Regions from separate parts of the Pan troglodytes genome. Here region 2 is linked to region 1. The links are chromatin contacts, called in public HiChIP or PLAC-seq maps. All regions are on one chromosome and are shown on one strand. Each heading gives the region's core, a stretch centred on a gene start, on an enhancer-like site or on the middle of the called end of the contact. The rest is flanking DNA. Distances are from core to core; before and after follow the strand shown. Region 1 holds the start of RSPO2 (R-spondin 2). Region 2 holds the start of EMC2 (ER membrane protein complex subunit 2).

The links. HiChIP or PLAC-seq counts read pairs in DNA pulled down with a chosen protein or histone mark.
Region 2: a contact with region 1 is called in an H3K4me3 HiChIP or PLAC-seq map of stem cell-derived excitatory neurons, with 4 times the contacts expected there. The contact joins the promoter of EMC2 here to the promoter of RSPO2 in region 1. A contact is called at or near these places in 1 of 7 Hi-C or Micro-C datasets (stem cell-derived neural progenitor cells) and 1 of 1 datasets of contacts at active chromatin or transcription factors (stem cell-derived excitatory neurons).

The regions. Positions count from the first base shown.
Region 1 is chr7:118,327,604-118,331,550 of NHGRI_mPanTro3-v2.0_pri, reverse strand. RSPO2 (R-spondin 2) reads left to right here and starts at 2,111. Exons shown (of 6, transcript XM_001135096.6): 1 at 2,111-2,692; 2 at 3,082-3,344. The coding sequence starts at 3,251.
Region 2 is chr7:118,695,272-118,699,206 of NHGRI_mPanTro3-v2.0_pri, reverse strand. It overlaps EMC2 (ER membrane protein complex subunit 2), which reads right to left and starts at 2,479. Exons shown (of 10, transcript XM_024345256.2): 1 at 2,362-2,479. The coding sequence starts at 2,401. LOC112204196 (a long non-coding RNA gene) reads left to right here and starts at 2,588. Exons shown (of 4, transcript XR_002937741.3): 1 at 2,588-2,691.

The DNA.
Region 1 (3,947 bases), core at 862-3,361:
TCCTGGGATTTTGAAGTCAGGAAAAATATTCAGTGAATGTAAAAAAAAAAAAATTCTGCATTATCAACAAATTAGCCCCAAAGTGATTAAGTGTGAGACTCCAAGTACCCCAAGAACTAAGTCTGACAGAGTTTTAAGGTTCACTGGTGTCTTTTAAGAGGCAGAGATAGACCAGGAGGGAGCAAAAGAAGGAATTAAGAATTTTCCTTTCTTCCAGAGCCTATTCTTTTCTTACTAAACACATTAACCAATTTTCTACAGAAGTGGTACTGTCAAAATTCTTCCTCATGAACTGAATCTGGGGGTTCACTAAACTGAAAAGCATCTCTGGCTAAAAATGCACCAACTGTACAACACAAAAGATTAAAATTAAAATTATGGAAAGTTGTCTTTGAAGGGATAAGGGTGAAGTGGTCTGTAAATTCAACTAAGGAAGGCAGTGGCTAACCCTCTTCTTTCTACACAAAGAACCCATCACTGATGAGTTTGCCCTTACACTGGTTAGATACCATAGCAAACTTCCTAGTACAAATAGAAAATTGATTGTAAACCAGAACATGTAGAAGTGAAAGAGACCTTGGACAGACTTCCTAAAAATACTGCCAAGGAAACTGAGACCAAGAAAATTGCCCAAAGTGACGCAGGTGATTAATGGTAGCGCTACCTCTGCTTGGTCTTGTGTTTACTTTTGCCTTTAAATATTTTAAAAGACACTGATGACCACTGATCTTGAATGGATCTCAAAGCTTTGCAAGGAGGCAGGGGGGCTTACTTAGGGAAGACTTCCTTTCTCCCATAGATTTAACTCCTTTATAAGTATAATTCATTTGTTGTGTGCATATATGACTATATTTGGAAAGAAGTAGTATTTATGGTGCTGAAGAGATATTCAGCATCATATCAAGATGATCAAGAAATATCAAGTTATGCCAAACACTGGGGCCACTCCCTACACTGAAATGTTTCCATTTGTTTCCAAATTCTGTGATAAAAATCAAAGGCTCAAAAGTCAAGAAACAGATCCACTGTTTCTGCAATGTGTTTTGTGAACTCTATTTGTGCCCTGTGGGCCAGTCTCAGTGATGGATTTTCTTATCTATGAAATGGGACCAATGACCTCAACTCAGATTTACTTGGGTGTTCTCAGGCATGCATCAAAGGCATACTGCTGAAATTCTTAGCACATAAATACCACTATGTAATAGTGAGTCTGTAAAATAGTTATGAATAGGCAATAATGGAATAGTTAATAAATATGAGTATTGCAATATTCTTTTTATATGATTGTCTTTTAAGTCATCAAATTTCTGAACATCTTCTGAAACTGAAGGAATAGAAAAGGGAATTTAAATAGTATAAAATGCTGTCATAATAATATGGTAACTGTGGGCATATCTATAGACATTCATACTGCCACGGTTAGTGGCATAAATTCTTATCTTTTGCTTAAGGAATAAATACATTTTTTCCTACAGTAGTGAATGCAGGACAGATTTCACCAGAATGAAATTGGATGGCATCAAGTCTATTTAATGTAACACTTTGTTAAACAGAATATTTTCCCCAAACCCAAAGCACCTAAAAGTTTAATTCAGGAGACTTTGGAAATGAGAGGAGGATTAAGAATGAAAAATACTTTAGTGGGAAGTGAACTTTTTAAAATTATTTTTAAAGAATCAAGGCCCCAACTTCTTCAGCACTTCAGGCAACGGATCACAGGTTTTTGTTTTATTGGAGAAGAAACAAAGTAAATAACAGTTCTGAGGATGAGCAAAAGCTGTTGGGAATACCCATTTCACTCCTCAAAGTGGGGGCGCGTTTTATGAATAATTTCAGCCGGCTAACATACCTTCCTGCAAAACACAGACAAGATGTAAATTAAAAAGTGGCAGAGTTGTGGCATATTGCAAAAGTTTAAAGGGAGTCATCAGTCCTTCAGTCAGATCTCCCTGCAGAAAGGTTGGCGCTGAGGTTGGAACTGACCCTAGAGGGCTGGAGAGGACCCCTTGGGGGTGAGCAGCCGGGTTCTGGGACCCAGCAAGGTCAGGGGGCTTCTCCCCAGCTACTCTTTATCTATCCCCCGCACTTTGGAAAGCCCGAAGAGGATTCGCTCCAAGTTAGGCGCGCTGTTGGCTGTCAACGTTCTTTAGGACCTCAGGGAAACCGGGACATTTCTGGCTTTAGGACCCAGGAACTCCGAGGCAGCCTAGACTTAGATGCCTTGGACCACAGCACCACCTACTTATAGAAGCATCCCAAGCCTCAGCCGGTCTGCATCTCCATCGGAAAGTGCGCTTGCCACATCCCTTCGGATCACTTCGTCCTCCCGAGAGCGTTCTGCCTTCTACAGCTCGGAAAGAAAGAAATCTTAGCTGTGAAGTGACCGTGGAGAAAGCGCAGGAAGCGACACAATTGGTTAGGGAGGCAGAGAGTGTGAGCGGGCGCACCCCTTGCCTGGGGACCGCGCTCGCGGGCGGGGACGGAGCATCCCAGTGGCTGCACCCGCCGCTCCGCGCTCCTGCCTGGCGTCGCCAACCCCGCGGCGGCCGCTGGAATTCCAGAGCTGCCAGGCGCTCCCAGCCGGTCTCGGCAAACTTTTCCCCAGCCCACGTGCTAACCAAGCGGCTCGCTTCCCGAGCCCGGGATGGAGCACCGCGCCTAGGGAGGCCGCGCCGCCCGAGACGTGCGCACGGTAGGCAACCCACACCAAGGCAGCCGCAGCTGCGGCGCTTGGATACACCGCCGTGGACTCCAAATGGCCTAAGAGCGTTCTTTTAGCCCTGAGCTCTCAGTGCCTTTAGAGTTCTTTCCTTTCCCCGGAGCGCCGGCACAACGCATTATGCCCCGGGGTCGGAGCTTAGGGCTCGGCAGAGGTTGCTAATTCACTGATTATAATCACCTTCCTCTCCAACTCGTCCGCAGCTGCCCGCTCTGGATTAAGCCGCTCCGCGGCTCGTGCTAGGCAGTGGGTTCGCTTCCTCCTTCCCTCTCTTCTTTAAATTGGGACGCGCGAAGGCGCAGCTGCCTCCCCGGGGCTCTCTCCATCCCCCACACACCCTGTTTTCGCTTCTTGTCTCTCAGGTTCGTGGCGGAGAGATGCTGATCGCGCTGAACTGACCGGTGCGGCCCGGGGGTGAGTGGCGAGTCTCCCTCTGAGTCCTCCCCAGCAGCGCGGCCGGCGCCGGCTCTTTGGGCGAGCCCTCCAGTTCCTAGACTTTGAGAGGCGTCTCTCCCCCGCCCGACCGCCCAGATGCAGTTTCGCCTTTTCTCCTTTGCCCTCATCATTCTGAACTGCATGGATTACAGCCACTGCCAAGGCAACCGATGGAGACGCAGTAAGCGAGGTGGGTCCCTCTCTGCCAAAGGTGCGTGGTGGGCTTCAGGGATGGCGTGTGGCGGCGCTCACTCACGCCCTGGCTCCGGGGGCTCAGATGGTCAGGGCTGTGCTCTCCACCCCAGCTTTTGCGGGTCCCCAGTCCCCACCTTTAGGACCCTGGAGCTCTACAAAACACTCTGTTTTCTGTACCCTGGAGGCGCGGGGAGCCGGAGCGAGACGCGCTGGGAGCTCGGCGAGCCGGGCGCCAATCGGGCGCTCAGGGCTAAGTCGTGCGGTCCGCACTCATGTTCGCCGCCCCACCTCCTCATCTAAACTTGTCTCTTTAGGACGTATTTCTTATCTGGCATGCATTTTTTTTTTTTTTTTTGTCGTCGTTGTTCTTCTCTCTGTCCTCCTAACCATCTTCCCTGTAGCTCATTTGTTTTATCTTCCCCATCCACGTGCGCCCCAAACCCGGCCTCAGATCTCTTCGGACTTGACCTAGCATAGTGTGTGTGTGGTGTGTGGGTGTACCCAAGCGTGTGTCTGTATTCCGGAGCTTGGGAGGGGTACCAAGTCGAGGGGGAGGACCTCCATTTCCAGAAAAAGGCCAACATAGATCTCTTTTTTC
Region 2 (3,935 bases), core at 1,230-3,729, 370 kb before region 1:
AATCTAGAATACTCTTTTCTTAAAAGTTCCTTAAGTTAGAATTTTAATTCTGGAAAGGTCTAAACCTTCATTTTACTAGTGAGCAAACTGTATCCTATTACTTAAGCGAGTTGCCTAACTTCATCTAAGATACTAAAACCTGTATCTAAGATACTAAAGAAATTATTTCAACGCTAGAAAAATGGCTTATAATCTTTTCTGACAATGTGTTAGTGTTTATTATTAATCCCATTAACAATTCATTTAGTCATCAAATAATTACTGAGCTCCGCCCCCATGTGTCAGGCTCTAGGGAAGTGACAGTGAAGAAACAGGCCTGGTCCCTTTCATCTTAGGAGAGACAAAATTTTAAAACAAAACACAATTGGGTAAGTGCTTCAATAGTATTAGAATAGAATACATAATCGAAGGATTGCAGGTGTGTTTTGTTGCTTCATTTTGTTGTTTGGGTTTTTTTTTTCAATTTTGGTGGGGGATGAGGAAAGGGAAGGGGGTAGTAGAGTGGTCAAGTAAGGCTTTTTTGTAGTAGGTGAGCTTTGTGGGGAATTGATAAATGATAAAGTTTAAGGGGGGCAAGAGTGAGGCCAGGAGGGAAGAACACTCCCAGTGGAAGGACTAGCATGTGCCAGCTTTAAGAAGCAGCATGGCAATTTAGGGTATTCAACAAAGGCCAGCATAGGCAGCTCACAAAGTGAGAGGGAGAAGGGCTCAAGATAAAGCTGGAGACATGGGCAACGGCCAGATCATACAGAGGAAGGACATAATCATATTAGCACTAGCTAATAGTAACACATCCTTTTATATAGTACTTAACAGTTTACAAAGCACTTTAAAATGTTTTCTTTGTTCCTACAAATTTGTGTAGTAGTTATTATTTATTATTCCAAATTAATTACATCAATCCTCTTTAGAATGACCACAGGGTAAGGTCCAAGTTACTCAGTTAAATCACCTTGTCTGTTGGTAGTATAAAGCTACTCGTCCCTCAGGATTTTATATATGCTACTATCATCTAGGAAACCTATAATGAACATACCTTCATAATAGCATTTTCTAAAAATTATGTAATTTTAAAACATTGTTTAAAAAGCATTAAAAATAACAGCCATTTATCTACAATTCAGCTTACGGAAGATACCGTGACACAAGCCTCTTAAAACTGTGTGTTTACAGGTTTGTTTTCTCCATTAGATTGTGACTTCCTTGGAAGTGGGGACTGTGTGTTGACAGAGCCAAGATTTTGCAGTAAGAAATCAACACTGTTGTTTAATATAATGGAATCCCTCAATTCAGGTATAAATACTGAGATTCACAATGTGCTAGAGGCCATAAAGTCAATAAATCATTTAATTCAGTTCAAGTACAAAGAAATTTTGCTTTATTTGTAACGGATTTACAACTTTATAATAACTGATATATTTATTCACGATAAAACAGAAAATACAACTTTCGGTCCACATGTTTTCAGGTCATTATTAAAACATCCCAAGAAGGCATTCGTTAAGCAAATTAGCTACTGAAGTCTCCTGTATTTTGTTAAATGCTGGGAATATGAATTCCAATTACACAAATTCCACGCCTTAATGAAACTCAAGTTTCTTAAGCACACAGAATTGATCCAAGGTTTGGTTGTTCCCAGATTTAAAGAACACATCCCACTCTAGATCAACTAAGGATAGGGAAAAGTGACCATCACACGTAAGCACTTACGTAGCCCAGAGTTAATCAGTTATTTTTCCCTTCAGAAAAGAAACTACTAGTAGGGAGTAAGAAAGAAGTTGTGTTGTGTGTGTAAATGTGTTTTGAGAAGGAGTGGGACAGAGACTAGACTAAAAGGAAAAGAAACTGGAAACCCGGGTGTAAGGAGAAAACTAAATGTAGAGTGGCTTATGAGAATCACATTTGTTCACGCATCTTTTACACAGCTTTTCTGCACAGAGCTGTAATCCTTACACACCACTTAGTAAAGGGCCTTACAGGCCCTGTGTTTCTTGGCTCCAAAGAAGCTTCAGTAACCACCTATTCCGCCTCTTCCGCACCGCCCAGCAACCAGTTAGCGTGCGACAACCCCAGCCCCAAGTCCCTCCCGCCCGCTTCATAAATAAAAGCGGCCCCGGGACGCTGGACTGGCGCGGAGGAGGGCAGGTCAACCGAGGAGCAGACACCGTGGGAAACGCCGCAGAGTACGCGTCCGGGCCAAGGAAAGGGTCAGCCTCAGCCTCCACCTCAGCTTGGCCCGTACAGTGAGGGCTCTGGTACCAAAAAGAGACCAGAGAACCCAGCTCCCCGAAAGCAGCGGGTACTCCCGAACGGCTTCCCAGCGCTTTTAGTCTTTCCGCACCCGCCCCCACCCGAAGTTACCTTCCCAAGTGACATCGTAAAGCTCTGAGACCTTCGCCATCTTCCCAGAACCTAGAGGCAGTGGGGTGAGAGGGCGGGGAGACGCAGTCACGTGACCCGCCACCGGGCGGTGAAGAGTTAACGTAGCTTTTTCTCATTGGCCAAGAGAGCAGAGGGGGCGGTATCCGCCACGCACGTGCACGCGGCTCTGCGGAGGGGCTTTCGGGGAAGGGGGCGGAGCGAGCTGGGCGGAGCGAGCTGGGCGGTGGACGGAGCTAGGTGGGCGGTGCGTGGCGCTCCCGGAATCTCAGGACACCCTGGCTGCCGGCGGGGCTGCGGTGCTGGCTCGGGGTGAGGTGTGTGTGTGTGTGTGTGTGTGTGTGTTTGTGTGTGTGTGTGTTTTGACGTGGATTTTTAACAAATGCTGGGTTTTTAGTGTCCGTCAATCCTGGCTTTTCAGTTTTTTCTACCTAGGCGTGTTCATTCTCTTCACACTCCCTTAAGTACCCTTATTCTCTTCATGGCCGGCCGCAGTGCAGCCTTCTGCACGAATCCCTTATTTGTCCCCAACTTTCCTCCTTCCCTAATGGGATTTGCTTTCCGTTCACTTTTTAATCGACTAAACGGATAAACTCCAAAGTTTTGAGGGACTAAGTGGGATTCTTCCTTTGCGCTCTGAAGTTCCCTTGAATGCCCTCGCGCTAGCTTATACCCTTCATTAACGCTCGTCGTGCCTGTCATTGCTTCATCCATGTCTGCATGCCACACTAGGTTTCAAACTGTCGCGAGTATGTAAGTACTTATAAGGAATGAATGTACGAATGAGACCTTCACGGTTCCTGAACTTCGCTCCTCATTACTCCTGGGTGGATGGGGGAGCCTCCTTTCCCACCAGACTAATTGCTTTTAGGAAACTTTGGACGTCATCTCCTAGACTTAAGGAGAAATGTCTGGACAGGAAGCAAAAAATTTGAGGATGATAAGCGTATATTTAGTATTTGAAGCAATGGGGACATGAGATTGTAGAGGAAATATGTAAGCTGAGGAAAAACTAAAAATCACTGCAATGCAGCCGAAAGTTATTGGTCAGTGAAGAAGGGGCAGTTGATTTGAGAAGTAGAAATAATCCTATCCCACAAGTCAAAAGAGTGGAGGGTTTTTTTTCTCAGCTTTATTGAGGTGTAATGGACAGAAATTGTGTATGTTTAAGGTATACAAAGTAATGATTAGATGTAAATATACACTGTGAAATGATTACCACAAGCAAGCTAATTAACACATCTATCACCGTACATATTTCCCGTGTGTGCGTGTGTGTGTTGAGAACACTTAAAAATCTCTCAGCAAACTTCAAAATATACAATACAGAATTATAACTGTAGTCACCGTGCTGTACATTCGATCTCCAGAACATATTCATCTTACAACCAAAAGTTTGTACTATTTGACCAACATCTCTCCATTCCTCACCTGTCGGCTCCAGTCAACCACAGAGGTTTTTTTGTTTGTTTGTTTAAAAAAAGGAAAAAAAACCATCAAGCCATATACCCCAGAGAAGTCACTTAACAACAGAGAAGACTAGTGAATGTATATAC